Regions from separate parts of the Sus scrofa genome. Here all the other regions are linked to region 2. A link is a contact called in public promoter capture Hi-C data. All regions are on one chromosome and are shown on one strand. Each heading gives the region's core, a stretch centred on a gene start, on an enhancer-like site or on the middle of the called end of the contact. The rest is flanking DNA. Distances are from core to core; before and after follow the strand shown.

The links. Promoter capture Hi-C pulls out the DNA fragments that hold promoters and counts their contacts.
Region 1: a contact with region 2 is called in a promoter capture Hi-C map of liver, with 4 times the contacts expected there. The contact joins the promoter of SLC38A7 here to the promoter of CSNK2A2 in region 2. A contact is called at or near these places in 1 of 5 promoter capture datasets (liver) and 1 of 47 Hi-C or Micro-C datasets (embryonic fibroblasts).
Region 3: a contact with region 2 is called in a promoter capture Hi-C map of liver, with 4 times the contacts expected there. The contact joins the promoter of CNOT1 here to the promoter of CSNK2A2 in region 2. A contact is called at or near these places in 1 of 5 promoter capture datasets (liver) and 1 of 47 Hi-C or Micro-C datasets (embryonic fibroblasts).

The regions. Positions count from the first base shown.
Region 1 is chr6:20,400,177-20,403,238 of Sscrofa11.1, forward strand. SLC38A7 (putative sodium-coupled neutral amino acid transporter 7) reads right to left here and starts at 1,557. Exons shown (of 13, transcript XM_021097090.1): 1 at 1,486-1,557; 2 at 773-898.
Region 2 is chr6:20,015,279-20,018,392 of Sscrofa11.1, forward strand. It overlaps CSNK2A2 (casein kinase II subunit alpha'), which reads right to left and starts at 1,446. Exons shown (of 12, transcript XM_021093948.1): 1 at 1,343-1,446; 2 at 445-556. The coding sequence starts at 1,446.
Region 3 is chr6:20,370,503-20,373,911 of Sscrofa11.1, forward strand. CNOT1 (CCR4-NOT transcription complex subunit 1) reads right to left here and starts at 1,798. Exons shown (of 49, transcript XM_021093957.1): 1 at 1,640-1,798.

The sequences.
Region 1 (3,062 bases), core at 307-2,806, 390 kb after region 2:
TATGGAGGTTCCCAGGCTAAGGGTCTTATCAGAGCTGTAGCCGCCGGCCTACGCCACAGCCACAGCATCACAGGATCCAAGCTGTGTCTTCGACCTACACTGCAGCTCAGAGCAATGCCAGATCCTTAACCCATTGATCGAGGCCAGGGATCAAATCCACAACCTCATGGTTACTAGTTGGATTCGTTTCCACTGTGCCACAACGGGAACTCCAAAAAGGTTTTATTTTTGCTTTAATGAAAAAAAAATTCAGGGCAGTTCTTACTCTTCTCCCACATGACTGACCTAACCATTGCCCATCACAGAAGCATCCCTTCCCGTGCCCTCAGCACACTGATGGGTTTAGAATGGCTAGTGAGTCCCACTGCTTGAACAAAGTTTGGAGCCTCATACTCAGTAGAGGGGAAAGGGGGAGTTTAGGTGCTTTCAGACATCTGTCACCAAGCATGCAACCAAGGGACACAGCTCCAGGGGAAGTGTCTCCTCTTTGACTCCAAGTCCAGAAAGACCAGTCAGATGCCGCAGGGCTTCCTCTTACGCAACCTGCCACCCAGTCAGCAACTCAGCAAAAAACCAGTGAGTAGTGGACGCAGTTTGGGGCTTCCAGCTTCCAGGGTAGCCCCACAGAGAGCTCTGCAAAGTTAGTGCTTACTGAAGCTGTGAGACCATGTCTTCCTGCTCATGTCGAAGACACAGAGGTCTCCACATTAGCCCAAGATTTCTCAGCTCCCCTTCGCTGCATATTACCCCCACACCACCGTACCCAGCTTACCTGCTCTTTCCACCTGTCTGGCTGTGGTGGAGGGAGAGCTGCTCTTTACACCTCCTTCTCCCCAAAGATTTGGGATCTGAGTCTCCTTACTTCTCTCTCCGGCCCCCGATGTCTTCTTTCTTAAAACTTCACAGAAAATCTGCTGTCAACAGTGAGAAGGGGCTGAGCTGTTTCTGTGCTGGTGAGCGGAGTGAGGGGAACTGAGGCGTTTTAACTCACAGAATGGAACAGCAGCTCAGAACATGCCCATGGAAGGAAAGAGTCTAGACTAATGTCACAGGGACTAGACCGCAGAGCCAGAGACAGAAGCCTAACGCCCACGTGCCCAGGCCAGGGGCTTAACCATTGCGGTAGGCCCCCTCAGACCCCAACTGGAGCAGGTTGCCAGGCCAGCCTGGGACTGGATCCCAGAAATATGAGGAGTGGGCTCATTGGGAGTGGGTCAGCGCGCACCCAGGGCAGGGACGATCTACAGGCCCGAGGCGAGTGGGTTGCTGTCGGGTAAACTAGGGAGGGGCTTCGGGGCTTGATCCGGCCTAGGAGTGATTAAGGAGACTAGGTGGGGCCAGTCCGACCAAGCGCGGGCGTGTGGCGGAGGACACCGGGCTGCGGAGTCCTGAGGGTGTGGGCAGGGCTTTTCCTCAGTGGGGGCCCTGGGGACCCCGGGACCTAATATTTCCACCCTTCACCAACCTGTACCTCCTGTCACTTACCTGCGGTGCCTCAAGCCCGGCCGGCTGCAGCGACACGTGAGCAGCGGTCACATGACTCTGGCCTTGGGTGGGCCGCGGGACATGCTGGGAGTTGTAGTTTTCTGCAGGTGTCAATCTTGGACACCAGCTTCCTTATGCCCGAGGGGATGGCACTGTTCCGAATCAGCCTGGCAGCCTGCCCGCCGGTGTTTATCCGGTTACTTTTAGTCCTGGCCCCTTGGCCAAATCACACACTCCTTCCTACTCCTAGGAAGAGCAATTGATGATTTTGCCAGTCTGGATGCCATGGGCCATAGATCTTTGGCCTCATTAATCCTCCTTTGTTTCCCTTGTCTTCGCACCCACAGCTCTGACCCTGGACTTTTTTTTTTTTTTGTCTTTTTGCTATTTCTTGGGCCGCTCCCGCGGCATATGGAGGTTCCCAGGCTAGGGGTCCAGTCGGAGCTGCAGCCACCGGCCTATGCCAGAGCCACAGCAATGCGGGATCCGAGCCGCGTCTGCAACCTACACCACAGCTAACGGGGCAACGCCGGATCGTTAACCCACTGAGCAAGGGCAGGGACCGAACCCGCAACCTCATGGTTCCTAGTCGGATTCGTTAAGCACTGCGCCACAACGGGAACTGCTGACCCTGGACTTTTTCACTGAGGACAGTGAGGGGCCATTTTTACCTCCTTGAGCTGTGGTTGGTTTGAGTGTTGCTCATGGCCTTAACCCCAGGGCCTAGATTCTTGAACACTGAGGCACTGATGTCACTCATATAATTAAGTATTGGTTGAATGAATGGGTGTCCATAGCCCTGGCTTCTGTTTGTGACTGTGTGCCACTTGCAAGCTGTCACATAGTCACTAGCATTCCAATGTCCTCATCTATGTTAGGAGAACCTGCTCTCCATTCCACCTACCTCTTCATGCATCAAAGGTCCTTGCTGATGAGAGCCTCGTATTGGTTACCCAGTTTCCCTCAGTGGTGACATTTTGCAAAACCATAGTACCATATCACAACCAGGATATTGATGACACAATCCACTGATCATATTCGAATTTCCTCAGTTCTATTTGAAGTCATTTTTTGGTGTGTGTTTACTTCTATTCAGCTTAATCATGGGGAGGGTTTATAAATCACCACATTCAGGATTCCAGACCTTTCCAACACAAGGATCCCTCCTACTGCCTTTTTATAACCACTCACCTCCCTCCAGCAAGGCTTTCCTTCTGTAAGTCTCTGCAACCACTAATCTGTTCTCCATTTCTAAAAGTCTGTCATTTCAAAAAATGTTATATAAATGGAATTCTACAGTTGTAACCTCTTAAGATTGGCTATTTTCAACAAGCATAATTGCCCAGAGACTCATGCAAGTTGTTGTGTACATCAGTGTGTGTGTGTGTATGTGTGGGCGTGTGTGTGTGTGTGTAGGCTTTGCTCACAGCATGCCAGCACGCAGAAGTTCCTGGGCCAGGGATCAAACCTGTGTCACAGCAGTAATCAGATCCATGGCAGTGACATCACCAGATCCTTAACCTGCTGAGTCAGCAGGGGGTTCAATTTTGGGTATATACATAGAATTGCAGAGGTAG
Region 2 (3,114 bases), core at 196-2,695:
CCACAGGAGTGGTTCCCTCCACTCAGGTTTCAAATGCATCCTTGAAGCTACTTTTTTACAACTTTCTGGAATAACATATACAGTACTTGAGGAGCCTTTGCGTTGATAGGATCTTCATGAAAAGGCTCTTTTTGCTTCTGAATGCCTATTTATTTTCTAATAAATGGAGCCCCTTTGGAAGTTTCACTTTGGAAGCCTTTAATTACATTTCAGAACAAGCATGTTCCTGAACCATCACACTTAGAGTTGAAACAGGTCTGCCTATTTCTGCAGATTTTCTTGAAAGTTCACAGGAAAATGAGGTGGGAGGAGTAGGAGAGGGACATCAGACAGAACAGATGCAAAATGAGAGCTCAAACTGCTCATTGGAGAATGTGGCTGAAATAGTTCATATCCTTCTGACCTGTGAAAAAGAAACTTTAACGCCGCTCATAAGACACTCACCTTGAGAATTTTTACAACCACTCTCTCGTTGTTGGTGATGTTAATGGCCTCAAATACTTCACTATACTTTCCCCGACCAAGTTTTCGAACCAGCTGGTAATCATCTTGATTACTGTGAAAGCCAAGAGCGACAAATATAAATGGCAGGACTTAGGATTAACCAAGCCTATGCCCACTACACACCCCATCCAGGCGCTTCCATTAATCAAGCACTTGGAAGTGTCTACACATCATGCCACAACTCATTCCCTAAATGAAAGCCACAACATAAACTTGGCTCCTCGCACTAGACGCAGTTCCTAACCTAATTGGTCCCTCATAACTTAGGGGAGATAAGGTGGAAGGCACGGGTCTGACTCAATCTAGAGGTGAGCAAAGCATCCATCCCGGAGGCCCAGAGGTGCCCCTCCGCCCAGCACCTGCCTTCTATTGCACACCCAGAAGGTAGACACCGCCTGCCTTGCGAATCTGGACATCCTTAAAAAATTTCCTCCCACCCATCCTCATTTCAAAAAAATAGAAAAGCAAAGAATTTTAATAGCTCAAGAGGACAGCTGCTGACTTCCCACCCCAATAGAAACCCCAAAGCGTAAAAGGAAAGGCTGCTCCCTTACTCCCACCGGGCTCTGGTCCCTGGACCCCTACACTTGTAAGGAAGTATACCCTGGGGTAAGGGGTACGCACAACGGGGAGGGAGAAGCGGAAGGGAGGAGAGGAAGACGAGGGCACTGGTGGGGGGAGTGGACCTCCCACCCCAGACCGGAGAAGCGCAGGCCCAGCAAAGGGGCAGGCGAGGAGATAGACAGCGGGGGACAAGTGCGGTTTGCGCGGGGGGTGGGGGGACGGCCGGGCGGGGGTGGGAGTGAGAGGGCCCGGCGGGGGGCGGCGGCGGCTTTACCCCCAGCTCGGGACGTGAGACTCATAGTCCCAGTACTCGCGGCTCCTCAGGCTGTTCACCTCGGCGTAGACCCGGGCCCTGCTGCCCGCGGCCGGGCCCGGCATGGCGGGCGGGACCGGGGGGCGTCGCGGGGCGCCGAGGGCGGCGGCGGCGGCGCGACGGGGGGCGCGGGGCGGCGGGCGGAGGAGGCGGCGGGCCGCGGGCCGCCGGAGGAGGAGGAGGAGCGCAGCGGCGGGCGGCCGCGCCAGGCCGGGCCCGCGGGGGCGGGCGGGCTGGGGGCGCGGGGGGCGCCGGCCAAGCCGGCCGGGCCCTGGAGCTGCCGGCGGGACGGCGGGGCGGATGGCGCTCGCGCTCCGCGGCGGCCTCCGCTCGGCTCGCGGCCCCGAGGCGGCGGCGGCGGCGTCGGCGGCACCAGCAGCGGCAGCCGCCGGCCGGGAAAGGGGCAGCGGCAGCGGCGGCGAAGAAGGAGGAGGAGGAAACCCGGAAAAGGGGCCGCGCTCACTAGGAGCGGCCGACGCCCGGCCCGGGGCCGCCCAGCCTCACAGCGCCCCCTGCAGCGCGGGGGGACCCGCCCGCCGGCCTGGTCCCGCCCCTGACCCCGCCCCTCCAGGATCCCCTTCCAAATCTACCCATCCTTGGTCTGGCAGAAAGCGCTCATCACAGGGCCTCCCCGCCCACAGGCTGCTGTCCTAGAGCCTTGCCCCCTCGCCTACTCTTCCAGGACTCTCCTAGAGACCCCCTACCCCAAAGCTCTCTACCCTTTCGTCATCCAGAGTTTCACCACCAGACCTCTCATACCGACCCTGCTGTGACACTTTTGTCACCCAAACTGTTCCCATCAAGTCCCTCCCTCATGAAACTTGCTCTTTTCACTCAGAACCTCTCCAACTCCTGATTTCCCCACCCCTCCCAGAGACAGCCCATCTTCCCTGATAGACTCTCCCCTGCCACCCACAGACTCTTGAACCTCCAGACTTCCCCTTCTCTCTTCATCCACAAAACCCTTATCTTACATTTTCCCCAAAATATCCTTCCAGAACCTTCCCTAAGAACTCTCTTTATGTTCATATCCTCACTTGGTTAAGTTGGAGTCAGCCAAGTTACTCACTGTAAAGTTCCTATTTTTCCCTTTGTAATTAATAAGCAAAATGTGTGGAGACACTTTGAGACCATAGAAATACCTTGGTTTGGTTTGGGAGGACAGAGAGCAGGAGAATTGTGAGAGTCCTGCCTTGAAGGGACAGGCTAGGAGTTGGGTATGGACTGAGGGTGGGGTGGCCAACCAAACTTTGGCCTATTTTATTAGGTTGCCTTCTAGCCCTGAACACTCTTCTCTCCTTGATGTTCTGGGCCTTTCTTTGGTCTTGCTTTTCCATCCCACATTTTTTAATCACTCAGCCTGGGTTGCTTTGAATCCAATCCTTTTTCATATTCTGTTTTCTAGGTGAGGCCCTGCTTCCTCCTTCTTGATACAATTAAGAGAACAAACTCTGAAGCTAGATCCTTCCGTGTTTGAATGCCAGCTCTGCTACTTACAAGCTGTGTTACCTTGGGCCAATAACTTAACCTCTCTATGCTGTGGATTTTACAAAATAAAAGCAGTAATGGCACCTACCTCACACGACTATGGAGCAGATTAGACAAAATAAACCATGAAAAACACTTAGAACAGTGTCTAGCAGATACTGAGTGCTCAATATGATTATTATCTGACCAGGGCCTTTCCCTACACATTGCTCTCCTTGAGATGCCCGTCTTTCAGTTTTTTCTAC
Region 3 (3,409 bases), core at 548-3,047, 360 kb after region 2:
TTCAAGTGAAATGGGAACCAAAGACATTTCAGTTCCGTTCCACTATCATGCCACAAAACTCTGCCTTAAAACTTCTAAGATGATAATCTTCGGCAAGAAAGGGAAATACTTTCATTTATTGGTGGTCGAATCTTTGTGCCTTGATTCTACACTTAAGTTTCCACAGAAGGACTTGGGACCCCAACTTGTTGAAAAGGGACCAACTCTCCAAACATGTTTCATCGTATGACCATTTCAGTCAAAGCCCAGTTAGATGCCTAAAACTTTATGTATCATCAGATCATTTTCTCCTTAGACAAGGTAACAACTTGCAGCGAAACAGGATTATTTAAACTGTTACCATTCATCTTATTAACAGCTAAAATACTATGCTACCATTCTTGGCATTTTAAACCCAAATACCTCTACAAAAACAAGTTTGTTCCTGATCTGATTGACCTACTTCCCAGTTTTTTATTTGTCCACTTTTTCATCCATGTGAACCTGTTCCTATCAAATGGACTGTCATGAGGGAAATGTTCAGAATTTTTCCCCAAAAAGTAATCAGTGAGACTCAATCAATTAGTTGTTAACCTCATGGCAACAGAACGTAGAGAAATAAGGAAAGAAAACTGTGTTACCACCAACAAAAAGACGTTCTCAGAATCCTAAAAATTAGGGCCTTTGAGTGACTTCAGAGCAAAAGTTTTCTTCTCAAAGTTTACTTTAAACACAACATTTCCAAACCCACAGAGAGGAAGCATTAAAGCGCAGTCCTAGTGGGGATGCTCATCTGTAGGAGCCCGGTGGGGTGAAACCTGCAGGGGTGGGGGTTACTGAAACGGAGTATCTGTGCGTTTGGCCTTATGTAACCCCTACAAGATCCGCAGAAAATCTCTCCCCAGCACTGAAGCCTCCATGTGCTCTGCTCACCAGGAGGACACTTTCCATGGGTGAGCAGAAACGCCACTTAGCACAGACACTGGGCCAGGTGGATGGGGGCCGACTTCGGAGCGAGTGTGAGAGCGCCCGGGCGCGCGAATGGAACAAAACCTGTGGCAAGAAGTAATAAGGAAGTGCCTCGCTCCCGCCCGCCCCTCCCACCGGCGGACACCCGAAAACACTCGGGGTTTGACAACGTGCTGGGGGCGGGGGGAGGAGGATTGGCAGCTCCGGGTCCAACAACAGGAACTGGGAGTCTGCAACTACTCGGAACACGCTCCCCTCGCCCCCGGGGCTAGGCCTCCTACGCCCATGCCCACTGCACTCATCCGGCAGTTGAGGAGCTCGTGGGGTCTGCGAAGGGGGCAGCCCGCGCGAGGCGAGGCCCAGCCGCCCCAAATGCCGCCACCGCCACCCTCAGAGCTTCCAGGCCCGGGCCGGGGGCCATCCCGAGACTCATCCCGCGCTCTGCCTTCCGCTTCGTGGAGCCTTCACTTCGGCCGCTTCTCTTCAGAGCCCGAAGACTCGCGAGCGAAGAGGAGAGAGTCCGCCCTCTCCCGCCTCGCCACTTCCCCGTCCGACTGCCCCTCACTCCGCGGAGCGCCGGGAAACGTTCCCAATGGCCCCGGGACCACCTCGGTTCCTTCCCGCACCGGCACCCGCGTTCCGTAGCTGACACCGTCAGCCGGCCTCAGCACCTGACCCCAGCCCACCTCACCTCGGGCGGCTCCGGCAGCGCTGGACACAGGAAACTCCTGGGTCCTCGACTCCGGCTCTCCTCGACCCTCTCTTCGGTTAACTCCGCTTGTTTCTCTACAAAATGGCGCCGGAGGTCGCGCGCTCACGTCGCGGCCTTTCCCCTCCCCGTTCCCATTTCATCATTCGCTGCCCGCCCGAGGAGGGATGGCCCCAGCACCAGCCAATGGCCGTACTCCGCCTGTGGCTTCCACCCAATCACCGACGGGTGCCCGCGGATTTAAACCAATCACACTCTATCACTTGCAGAAGTCAAGGAAGAAACCAGGATCCTGCTAGCAACTACCAATCCAGACTCCTACTTCGCGGGCTTTGGCCAATTGCCGCTCACCAGTCCCCAGGGACCGGAATCGGAGCCCTCGCGCCTGCGCTCGAGTTGAAGACCAATAAGGAGAGACAGATAACTTCGATGTAGGGCTGCTCGGACTTCCCACCTGCCCTCGAAGTCCTCCACCAATGGGTGTCTGACATTGGCTATGAGAAACCATAAATAAAGGAGGGGGGGGCCCTTAAACCCTTGTTATCCTGCCCGGGAACAACTTTGAGTTACAGTGAAAAGCAGCCTTCCCGTATTCTCCTTCCTCTTTCGAAGTGTCAAATCCGATAGACCACGGGGCTTCCCAATCTCAAACATTCCCCAAACCGCGTATCCCTTTGGCGGGGAACGCCAGCTCCAGAAAGCAAGCCAGGCTGTTACTGGAGTGGTAGCCCTTGCATCCTGGGATCTGTAGTTCACCCAACCCCATCCCTGTCGCAAAAGTAGTGCGTATTCTTCAGTCACTGAATGCGCTCTAGGGGCAGCAATGCATGCTGGAGAACGTAGTCTTCCAGGCTCCCATTTGGTCCTAGCCTGCCTAACTTTACTGGAGAGAACTTTCCTTTCTCGTTCTGCCTATTGAGGAAGGGACTCCTTAGAAAGAGGTGGGAAGCTCAGGCTCAGGTCCTCTTTTTGGCTCACTCCCTGGAGGTGGATAAAAAAGAATATTTATGCCTTTTGCTCTGGGAATAAAAAGCATGGGAACATATCTTTTTAAAGATTTGGAGGTCATCTGTTCCCAGAAGGGTGGGAAGATTGGGAAGAAAGTGTTGGATCTTTTACCTTTTGGAGAAAAACGATCCTAATCTCTGCTGTCCTGAGGCAACACTAAGTTTCTTGTTTGCTAGCCATATGTCTCTTTAAAAAAAATTATGTAAGGCGGGTTAAGGCTCTCTTGTCACTGCTCTGCTTCTCTGGCTGTGGAATCCTGCCCCAAGAACTTACACGTGGGGGGAGGAGGATGTGGTAAAAACATATAACATATAACTTCCTGATGTGGAGCAGCAGGTTAAGGATCCATCGTTGCTGTGGGGCAGGTCACAAGTGCAGCACAGGTCCCATCTTGGGAACGTCCACATGCCATGGGCTCAGCCAAAACAAAACAAACAAAAAACACAACATAAAATTTACCATCGTAGCCATTTTTAAGTTACCATATAGTACTGTTAACTATATGCATGTCGTGCAGCAGATCTCTAGAAAAACTTTTTCATCTTGCAAAACTGAAACTCTATACCCATCAAACAACTCATTTCCTTCCTCCAGTGCTTGAAAACTACCCTTCTAAGATTTTGACTACTTTACATGTCTCACATAAGTGGATTCATGCAGATTTTGTCTTTTTGTGACTGGCTAATTTCACTTACCATAATTTCCTAAATATTTTTTGCCACCTGCCCATTCCTTGGTTGATTC